Regions from separate parts of the Anas platyrhynchos genome. Here region 2 is linked to region 1. The links are chromatin contacts, called in public Hi-C maps. All regions are on one chromosome and are shown on one strand. The core of a region is the stretch at or near the end of the contact, and the rest is flanking DNA. Distances in the headings are between cores, read along the strand shown.

Region 1 (5,629 bases), core at 2,116-4,615:
TGTGCAATGCAAAGACCTCCTAGGACTCAAAATGAGACGTAAGAACTCAAAGCTCAACTTTCTTCTACTTGTTCTGAACAGTGACAAAGTGTGAAGTCTAAAGCTAGAGACTTAAGCCTCCTTTTTTTTGTATAATAACAGTAAAAATATTTTTACCATGTTATAAAAATGTGTTTTTCACTGTAACATATTTCTATTATGATGTATTCTCACTGAAGTGTTCCAGGATCAGATGAGCTGTAATATATGTTCTAGCTGCCAAAAATGAGACACATGAAAGAAGGAATTCAGGAATCCTGATCCAAACTCTCCTCTCTACAACTACAAAATGATGACAGCATAATCATATCACATTATCCTATCATATCACCATATAAAATCATGACGGTTGTTGATGTGTTATTTTTTAATATAGAGAATTGCTGTATCTATTCATTTATACTCTGAATAATAACATGCTTTTAGTTATTATAAAATTCAAGAGAAAACTTACACATTTTTTTCAACCTCTTACTTCTCACAGGATGGAAAGGCACGTTGTTAGGAGTTTCAATGGCCACGGTAAATGCGATGGTATCAGAATATGGCTGTAACGTGAAAGACATCCTCGTGGTCCTGGGCCCTTCTGTAGGGCCTTGCTGCTATAAACTACCTCACGAATCAGCTAAAGAGTTTCACAGAATTGATCCAAAGTGTGTGAGACACTTTGACTCTGCAACTCCCTATATTGATATTAGAAGAGCCACACGGTAAGTCTACTGAGCACGTTTCCATGACATACACTGTTTTTGTGTTGCACTAGAGATGACAGCAAAAGAACTTGTAGTGTTAATTCCACATTAATTATCAAAATAGAGTATTACCCAGCAGTACTATGGTGAGGGTCCTCACCATCTTAAAGTGCTCTCTAAGTAATGTGCAGAGCTGGGTTTCAGATATTATTTTTATTGTTATACTGGTTTCTGAAATATAAAAAAATGCTCAAATTATGTATTTTAATGGTTGCAGAAAAACAATTTTTAAATCTAATATTGGGGGAAAAAAAAGTCCCAACTACAATATTGGCACTTGACCAACCTTCAATTGGTACTTGAGGTGCTGTCTGAATGATAGGAATGTAAAGATGTACAACAATTCCTGTTTTCTGTTTGTCTTTCTTAAAGGATTCTTCTTGAGAGTGGTGGGATTCTTCCTGAGAACATCCAAGATGATTCTGTCACAGACCAGAACCAAAATATCACATTCTGTACTGCATGCCACCCTGATAAATTTTATTCTCACTTTCGTGATGGCACTAACTTCGGCACACAGATTGGCTTCATATCAATCAAAGAGTGAGATAATATCTCTTACGCTGGAGTAGTATTTAGACAACAAGTCTGGTGTGTTGCCTGTTATCCTGCTCTCCTGGTAGATTTTTTTCCTTGTTTCTTTCATGGACTTGTGATGGAAAGAGTAAACAGGCCTTAAGATTCTTCTGCTTCTTCCATTCCCTGTCATTCTGAAGCAAGAAGAGATGTCTAAGATATGGATCCAATAATTCTTGTGTGAGCCACGTTCCAAAGGAAAAAAGGACAGCTCCCAACAGTAACAGTAAAACACACACACACACTAAAAGCAAGCAAACAAACAAACAAACAAACAACAACAACAAAACCAAAGCCTTCATTATCTTCTGGATGAGTCTTCTGAATGAAGTTAAGGCTGACCCTACTGATAAAGGAAAGGAAACCTGTTTTTTTAAGAGGTTGGGTACGCCCATCAGTGTATGTTTCAGCTGAAGGTTAGCCTTAAAAAAAATGATGTGCCTCAGATTGTTTTTGTTTAGATTAGCTTGAAAAAGAACTTCAAAGCACTTACAAAAATAACTTGAAAGTGAGAAGCAAGCAAGGTCCTTTGGGGCAGACATTGTAAACATTTGAATGTTAACTTAAGCATTTTTTGATTGTAAAAAAAATAAAACTAAGACTGAATATAATTTGGTTTGTAGGGTCATGTTTCCCTAGGATTTTTTCTTTGTCATTTGTGCTGTACTAATGTCCATTGAGACAGTTTCCACAGTGCTCAGTTATTTAATAAGTACCTGAAAAGGAGAGTGAATTTATCCTCAGTTAATGTTACTGACCAATTGCTGACATGTTTGTATCGCTAGTAAATTCAAAGTGTGCACTGCTTTCTTATTGCCACAGATATTTGCCTCTAGATGTTGTGCTAGATGTTGCAAGGCCAGGCTGGATGGGTCTCTGACTGCCCTCATGCAGCAGAAGGTGTCCCTGCCCATGGCAGGGGAGTTGGGACTAGATGGTCTTGAACCATGGTCTTTAACCCTTCCAACCCAAATAATTCTGTGATTCTCTGGTTCTGTCATTCTGTATGATAGTTGCTGACACTCAGTCAGACCTTCCTGATAGTTAAGTCCTTTGTTTCCAAGTCTAATAGCGTGCTGGCTGTAGCTTGCACAGTTCCCAAGCACGAGTCCTGGAAGAACTGACTGCAGACGTTATTTTCTATTTTGATTTAAACGGGTTTTACCGATTCTAGGCTGTTTTTGTCCACTAGAGGTCAGTGCTGGCTCACGGTGCTCACCCACCTCTGGCTGCGCTGTGTGTCTGGGTTTTCAAACAACGCTGCAAAGCACTGCACAGCACAGCCCTTCTGCCAAGTTAGTCTGCTACCTGTGCTTGAAAAGTAATCGATGTTTCATTCTGTTGGGTTGTGATTCAGAGGCGACCAAACTAAAACTTTCCAAGTCCTCCAGGAGAACAGACTTTTTAAAACCTTCCTTTTACCTGTGAATGGTATTTGTCAGAGGAGACCCTGGTTCGACTGTTACCCCAGACTGTAACCACCTACCAAAACTATTTCTTCCAACTTTCCTACTTCTTCTTTAGAAATGTCATTCCTCTTCTGCTGTAGCCCCACAGTCCTTCAGAAAAACAATTCTTACACTTTCAGTTACCTTTTTAAAACCTCACCATTGCTTTCATCATTCTTGGGGTCAGCAGTGCGGTGATGTGGTGATTAAACCCATGGCCGGGCTCAGACTGAAGGTTCAAGGTCCAACAGGGGAAACGCACTGCAACTTTCTGCTGCCAAGCACGTTCCTTCACGGTAGCTTAGGGTGTGTATGTGTAATGTGTCTATATGCATGTGGATTAACAACTCGTTCCAAATATAGGATAATGTAATTATATGGGCACTGAAAGGCTTGCCTTGCTGGCTCAGAGAATAACAACCGACTTTCCCCTCTCAGTTCTGTCCCTTTGCCTGGTTTCTTCATGTGATCCGCCTTATGGACACAGACTGACGTAGCTGTGGAGTGACTAAGGCATCTTCCCTTCTGCTGCTGCTGGCGTGGGGGCAGTAGCACCACGCAGCCTTCAGTCCCTGCACCAAAAGCTCTGACACAGCTTGTGAGTGCCCTTCGCTTAACCCTCTTCCCTGGTGGATTAAGAGCGTGCCATCAAAAGCAGCTGAGTCGCTCGGCTTTGCGAGGTACTGCTTGACAGCTGAGGCATCACAGGTGCCCACGTGCCTGCTGACAGCCCAGCTCACCTCCGAGGTGGTTTTAAAATAATGCATTTTGCGTTGCAGCGAGTGAAAAGACCTTGCAGCCATGCTGTTTACCACAGTCCAAATGCTCAAACGGTGTAATAGTACGTCACAGTAACCTGATACTGATAGTGAGACCTGGCTTGTTCCTACCTGCTCAGGAACGACAGCAGACTTTTTCTGTTTAGAAAAATACTATTTACAGGTCATGGTAGGACTAGGCAAGCTGGAGAGCGTGTGGGAATGAGCAGAAACACCACAGGCACTACCTTTTGGAAGACAAATTGCTACCTCAATCATTGTTCATTAGTTCTTTTACACTGAATTACCTAGACTGTAAACCTGTCAAGACAAGAAGCAGGCTTTTGTATATGGGCTACTGAGGTGGAGAACTCCACGACCAACAAGAAAATAATAATATTGAGTTCCCATCTGGTTAGGCTCTGTATCATACAGGGAGTTTCACAAGTCACTGCCAGAAAAACATTTTAGTTCTGGTATAAAAAAAAAAAAAAGCTTAGAGGAAGGTCATGATAAAAAGGAGAAAAGGCTGTTTTGCATCTGTTTTGTGGAGATTTTATTTACTCGTTTGTTATTACTGCTGCTCACTAAAGGACCTGAGCAGATCAGCCCTGATTCACCACCTCTGGGGAAGCTCTTAAAATGCTTCATAAATTGTTCAGCTCTGCCTACCTAATGACCAGATCCCATTCATTAACCTCACCCGAGAATTTATGAGCTGCCTCTGTCCCATTATTAAGTTATTTAATAACATTATTAATTATGATTGTGGTTTGCCCTGAGGAGAGCACAAGTACGCGATCACACTGAATATTGGTTTTGATAGATATTATTGTGCAATTAACATTTGTTGCCATTGTCGATTCGGAATATGGGTCTCTTCAGTTGCATTTATATATCAAAATGAGGTGTATAAACTATGTTTGAGACAGGCTTTTAACTCTGTTCCATTACAACAGTTGCAGCAACACCGCAGCTCTGGTTCCAGTGCCTGGGGAAGCAGCGTGCAACTTCAGAGGCTCAGATCTGTGCCTGAGATAATTAGCAAAATGCTTCCCCAAATGGCAGAATTTACTGCCACAGGTGTGGCAAAGGCAAAAAATATCAAGGGAGTTAGATTAAAAATGGCTGTAATAAATTTATAGGGGTTAGGTCCATCGGTGACAGCTTGTCTCTTCCTACTGATGCTCCATGGAGATGGGCTAGGGGGAAGGACAGCTGCTTGCTCTGGGTTCTGCGTTTGATGGCTTTGCTTGTGAGCAGCAGCCAACTCCAAAGCCACGGGACTGGGCTTCCAGCAGAATATCTGGGCACATCTCAACTCAGAAAAAAATGTATCAAAAAAAGAAGAATATATGCAAATTGCAAGCATTTAATTAAAGGAAGGTTTATCCTTTCCCCAGCAATGACATAGTTTGCAAAGTCATCTTTTTTACCTTCCTCCTTGTTTTCCTCATGCTTACTTCTTGTCTATTGCTTTACACCCAGCACCACTCACAATTGCCCTGTGAGATCTCTGGGTCTAGCCACAGCGTGCTGGAGGAAGCAGAATCCATGTTGTGCAGAGCAGTACAATTGTTGCTTTCTTTCAGATGCATGTGCCTTTTTTTTTTTTCTTTTAACAGCAGTGTAAAACTTTTTTCCTCTGCACAGCATCTTTCTAACTCATTCCCATTTTCCATCTTTCCGCAAGATCTCCCAATTTCCAGCCTATGTGGTGAAGAAGTCAGTATTCCTAGATTCTCTCTTTGCTGTCCTCGTTTCCACTGCATGCTCAATTTGCTGCCGGGCGATGCAAAGAGGGAGATGAGCTGCACTCGTTTGTCCCGAGGCTCAGCGTGTGTGTGTGCGTGTGTGCAAGCTGATGTCATGCGTGCCAGGCTTTTGTTCTCGGAGTACCAAAGTCCTCTCTGAACTCCAACCTCCTGTGCGATAATTTAACAGGACAGTGCGGTGACGGGAGCAGTAAATCCTATATGTGACGGAGGAAATAATGTATTGACCCGCTGAGGGATTTACATAGCTCCGCGGACGGACTGCAAGCTCAGCCTGTGAG
Region 2 (5,629 bases), core at 1,022-3,521, 400 kb after region 1:
CAGGGTGGGGCGACGCTTTGGAAGGAGAGGTAACGTTTTCTTGGCCCGTTTATCAGGGCCTCTGGGGGAACCCGCGTTTGTATTTGAGGTTCTCAACGTTGTGTCCACAGATTCTGGATGTTCTTGATTCAGCTTTGGATTCTGATGAGCTTCAGGAGTTTGAGGCGTGTTTCTGAGCACAGCCTGTTTTTCCTCAGCTTTTGTTGCAATCCTGACAGAGACTTCTAAAAAAACACAACAAAACCAACACTTATCTCCTAGACTTCGCATGCTTATATCCCCACGCACTGGCAGCTCATTAGTACTCCTCTTACTCACATAACCTGATGTAAAAAAACATGCAAGGATTACTTGAAAGAAGGGAGGCTTTTGTTTGGCTTGGATTTTTCTGTTTTGTTTGGTTTTGGTGTTTAAATGCAAAGAATCTTCTCTAAACAGTCACAGAACAGTGAGATACTTAATACTTCTGTCTTTTTTTCAATATACCAGAAGGGAGGTGTGGTTGACTTTGAGAAGTTGAACAAGATTTTCAGCTCTGCCTCGTGGAAGTACATTGCTTCCTCTTTACAGCATAGCTTGCTGCAAGCTTGGCAGCTGAGAGAAGTCACTGCACAGGGGAGAAAATGCTCAGGTTCAATTCCCTGCTCAGTGGATGCCCTCTGTAACTTCAGGTAGACCATCTGGGGCAAGAAATGGATGTTAATTAACTGCAGAACAAGGAGCAGCAGCTCTGCCATACGCTGATGTACACACTCAGAGAAGCATGAAATCCGAGCACTACGGAGTGCAGGTCTTACTGCAAAACCCAGAAGCCTTCTGAGGAAAAAACCCTTAAGGGCATGGAAATTAGTTCACTGCAAGTGTGTAACACCACTTTTTGGCTCTATTCAAACATGATTTGAAGCAAGACAGGCTGCTTTCCCTCCTCCCCAACAGCACACCCCTAAAAGGCTTGGGAAGCTTGATGATACACACCCTAACCAAAGAAATTTACATCCACCCTTCAACCTAGGTCACAGTGCTGAGAAAAGGCAAACAATGCAGGGGAAGAAACCCACTGAATCTTCCAGGAAACACTATTTGAGATGTTCTGAAGTATGCTGTAAGGCTAGAAAGAGGCCAGGAACTAGATTGTGGCACAGCCCAAGTGGACAAGGTCCTTGCAGTGCACCAGCTGACTGCACAAGTGCCCCACTCTGTCTGGGTACTTCTCCAAGATGAGGAGTTATTGCTGTACTTGGGAACAAGCAATGGCTCACACCGTAACGTAACCCATTTAGTGCTCAAACCGGGAGGAAGGAAGAATGGGGAAACAGACTGGGAGGAGGATGACATATGCTTTCACTCCTCCCTGCTTCTTTATGCAGGACTTGTACCAGTACCAGCATGCCACCGAAAGCACGCTGGAGAGATCAACACAGACTGCAAAAACATCCCTCTGCATAACCTTTACCAAGCTTATCTCTTCACTTTTATCTGATGATTTTTAAGCTTATACAAGACAGCTCTGAATTACAGCACTGCCAGACAGACCCCAAAAAATCAAGGCAGTTCCATACGCAGATGTTTTGGAGATGCAGCCAATGCCACTGAACTGGCATTATTTTAACAGCTTGGCTGATGTGCACAAGCTGCATTTTATCCTGCAACACCTATGCTTTATTGACAAGTTTTGAGTACTCAGTGCTTGCAATTTACTCTAGCACTGTGAAGGAAAAGAGGCAAGGAACAGCCAAGTATGAGCATATACACACCTTCAGGCTCACTCTCAGAGGCACTGCCGTAGTTGGCTGACAATGAACTCAGGGCTGAAGTGACCTGCTTGGGAACAACTGTCATCCCCAGCTTCCCATCTTCAGCTGCTTCTTCATCCTTGTCAGACTCTGCGGGGGAAGAGAAGCCAAGAGGGATTTTTCTGAGTTCTCCTGTATGAACAGCCACCTTAACTGATCATGACAGACTGATAGGCACCACTGCTCAACACCGTGGATTGATAAAGAACATACCTGCCTACTCTCTACAGATATTCTGTGGAAAAGTTTCCTCACCACTGATTTACAGTTAGCAAAGCTATAGAAGGTGAAGTTCAAATTCCCTGAACAACAGCTTGGGTTTTCTTCACATATTAAACATAATTACAGGTTTTATTATAAAGCTCAGGGGGAAAAAAAAGAGGATTTCATAATATGTTTTGAAGTCTCACTGGATTTAGTCCTGTGGAGGCAGGGGTGGGGATTCAGAAAGCCAATAATTTCACAACAACAGTTAGCCTCATGCAAAGCACGAGCAACAAAAATTCTTGGACAGTAAAAGACTTCATAAGGGACATTTTAGGGCCTACGCCACAAATGAAACAAATATGTTTTCAGCAGGACTTCAGGCTGATACTTAAATCCCCACAGAGCATTATGGATATGCATGAGTAAGTGAGGTACTGCAGCCTTACTGTAATATTACTGCTCCAAAAAAAGAATACCAGGAAGGCAAAAAAGAGGCAAGAAGCACAAAAGTGATGAAATGGCTACTAGGAAAAGCCTGGTTGCAGTCTTATTTTCACAAGGAAGTTGTGCCCTCTCCTGCCCCCCATCTGTTTAAACTTGAATATCACACCCCACAGGAAAGCTGCCCAACACTTTGTAAGCAGATATGCTGTAATAAACACTTTTGAGATCTTTATTTTTAAATCACAAGTGTTTGGCTATTTTCTTCTAATATATCAACAATTGTCAACTTGATTTATTGGAGCTCATGTTGTATGCTAGAACAACTTCATATAAATACACAGGTGTTTATCTAAAGCTACTTATCTGCCTCTTTTTACTCCATACATTTTCTGAGAGGTTGATTCTCTTTAGTTTAGTAGTCACGTCAACTCCCAAACACACTGGAAGTTCAGGGAAATGCAGTGTGTTTTCCTACCAGAACATACTGCATTCACATAAATTTAAGCAATTGTAAAGCTCTGACATTTACTCCAAATTATGTTGATTCATAGCTGCTCTTTACTCCTATCACATTCAAACTGAAGTGCACACTGGGGTCAGATGCCTTTTTTTTTTTTACACTAAGCTTAAAAACCATCTAGCCACATGAAATGAAAAATGAATTAATGAATAAGTTAATGAATATGCAAAAATCAGTTTGTACAAACTGTTAAAAGTGACAAACTTCTTTGCTTCTTGGCTAATTAGGAAGACACTTACTGCAGTACATTCTCTATTTGACAGTACCACCCTTGTAGGATGCGTTATGAACTACTGAATAGAATTGACTGTTCCAGGTCAGTTTTAGACCTGACAGGCTGATATTCTTACCTTATTTCTGTTTAAGAATCAGGAGAAAAGTGTCCTTTTCTTCAACTCATTCAATTACCTTAGCTTTGAAGGAACCAGCTAAGGAATAGAACTTGAGTGAATGCATTATGCAAAAAGGCATTGCCTCTAGAGAAAGGGCTGCTGCTGTTTGAAAGCTCTAAATACTCCAACAAAATGTTTCTATACAGCAAAATCACGGCCTTCAGTGGTATGATTTTAAAAGAAAACGTTTGTTCTACTTAACTGTATAAAAATTCAACTGTTTTTAATAATGTGTGATAACACATTCCTTTTCTACCTATTATACCAGAAGTTACTAGCTGTACTTTGCTATAATTCAAATTTCTATCATTAAGCAAAACACAGATGCTGGGGAGAAAAGCAGTTCTATTTGATCACCCCTTGTCTCCCAACTAACCGAGATTAGTGGAATACACAAATCGCACAGGGATGCTGAGCTCTTGTTCCCACTAATTGGAGATTATGTTTTCCAGAGGAGAAACTCAGCATCCGAAGTCTTTCCAGGGGATGCATGCTAGCCCTATTGCTAAAAATAGAGTATAAGCCAGCTTACTTGCCATATTCTAAGAGCACTACATCATCGCTGACTATATTATAAATAGTTGAATCAGTGGAGTTTATACTGCTGCCAGCACAGGGAAAACAAAACATGCTCATGAAAAAAAGTAAGCAGCAATACTTCAGAAAATATACACATATGGAACATATCAAGAACAAGCTAGATAACTTAGCAAAAACTGAAATTAAAGGGGAAAATGCTTGCATTTTAATGTCATTTTAAATGATTTAACTCATAGAAGGCAAGACATTGTTTTCATGCTCTCAGTGTTAAAGGACAGAAAGGGATATTAAACAGTCTTTAAAAGTGATTCTGTTGTCACACTGCTTGATGGTTCCAAAACGCCCTGGCTAGCAGGCCAAACTTCCAGTACCTTAATTCAGATGCTATTGTTTCTCCCCTACCATTGTGCCTAGCTCATGAGACTCCTCTTCACCCCCAAAACATAGGCAGCTAGTCTCCCAGTCAGTCTCCACCTTCCTGAACACCACGGCAAAAAGAAACTTGTATCTTCCTAAGAAATCTAGCTCAGACCAAGGACAAGCACCAAACCAACAAGTGCACAGACATTTCTATACATTGTCTTCAACACTGTTCCATTTACTGATGCCAATCCCTATGGTCTCCTTCCCAAAATTACTGATATCAATTCCCTAAGGCTCAAATTATTTTCCCTTTGCTGCCCTTCCCTAAGTGTTTTGAATAAAAAAAATGATTCCTTATCTCTGGAGGTTATGGATAGAGTAAGATTATGGTCAAGTATTTGTTTTAACAAAAATAGAACTGAGGTGCTCCCTTAAGAGCCCAGAAACCCTCTTCAATTTGATAGCTAAATATTGATTTAAAGCTAGTAATGTATTTGGAAATGTGAAGCCAAGATAAATACCCAGCGTGGATATTTTTCATATTCAAGACACTCCTACTTCCCGTCTCCCCTCTTCAAATTAAGATGTTTCTGATAAAAGAAATCTGATGCTTCAAGCAAAAACACTTCAGAATAACTTGCTAGATTTTCCCTGTGTTTATATGATTAATTTGGCTTGCAAGCAATCTTATGAAGAAGTTCTTAATGCTGTCAGCATCTTAAACATTGTGTCAGCTTTTCTAAATCAGAACTTTTCACCTTCTTCATTGACTTTGGATTTTAGGTTCTTCACCAACTAGGCCTGTAACAGCAAAGTAGGGCAGAAGCTGCCTGAACTGCAAGATTTACCCCGTTTCCTTTAGATAAAGCACAGACCCACTCCACAACATTCACTGAGTTCTCTTAGAAGACCACGTCCTGAATCAGGATACATCTGTACAGAAGTCTCCAGATAAAAGGAAGTTCTAAACCCAGCTTTCAGACACTGGGATGTTGGCCTACATTCAAAGTTATAAATTTTTGACCCTGCTGACCCTAGAATTATTTTAGCCGCAAAACTGGACTTTTTTGTTAATAACGAGAAGTATGACAACAGGCTCTGTAGTATTATTGTCCAAGCTTACTGGAAAGCCTTTCCTTAGTCTTCTACTAAAAGAATTTGTAATAAACATGCCCAATTAGCCCTCTTTCCATCAAGGACTAAGTTTGCATGGTGTGTTTTTTTTTTATTATTTTTTAAATCCCCAGTTCTCCCCAGAAGCTGCTAGCTGCACAAGAGGTTAGTAATAACTTAAGCAGTGCTACATAAAGTTTTTCATCTTACCAACATCACTGTTTGCCAGAAGACTGAGAGGGTCCACGTCCTTCATG

What was found. A called contact is a pair of places that touch in the nucleus more often than the background predicts.
Region 2: a Hi-C map of subcutaneous adipose tissue shows a contact between it and region 1, with 2.7 times the contacts expected there. The contact joins two enhancer-like sites. A contact is called at or near these places in 3 of 8 Hi-C or Micro-C datasets (F1 follicle, skeletal muscle and subcutaneous adipose tissue).

The regions. Positions count from the first base shown.
Region 1 is chr1:176,646,171-176,651,799 of IASCAAS_PekinDuck_T2T, forward strand. LACC1 (laccase domain containing 1) reads left to right here. Exons shown (of 7, transcript XM_021275567.3): 6 at 524-749; 7 at 1,164-1,978. The coding sequence ends at 1,338. Among named protein-coding and RNA genes, the nearest start is that of CCDC122, 12 kb to the left of the region's middle. Within about 2 kb of position 3,366, at least 6 of the 8 cell types and tissues checked have an H3K27ac peak or open chromatin away from gene starts, as enhancers often do. A contact at or near this core is called in subcutaneous adipose tissue, where this site is marked.
Region 2 is chr1:177,042,315-177,047,943 of IASCAAS_PekinDuck_T2T, forward strand. It overlaps NUFIP1 (nuclear FMR1 interacting protein 1), which reads right to left. Exons shown (of 10, transcript XM_027472035.3): 7 at 5,583-5,629; 8 at 1,755-1,883; 9 at 1-224. Among named protein-coding and RNA genes, the nearest start is that of NUFIP1, 15 kb to the right of the region's middle. Within about 2 kb of position 2,272, at least 1 of the 8 cell types and tissues checked has an H3K27ac peak or open chromatin away from gene starts, as enhancers often do. A contact at or near this core is called in subcutaneous adipose tissue, where this site is marked.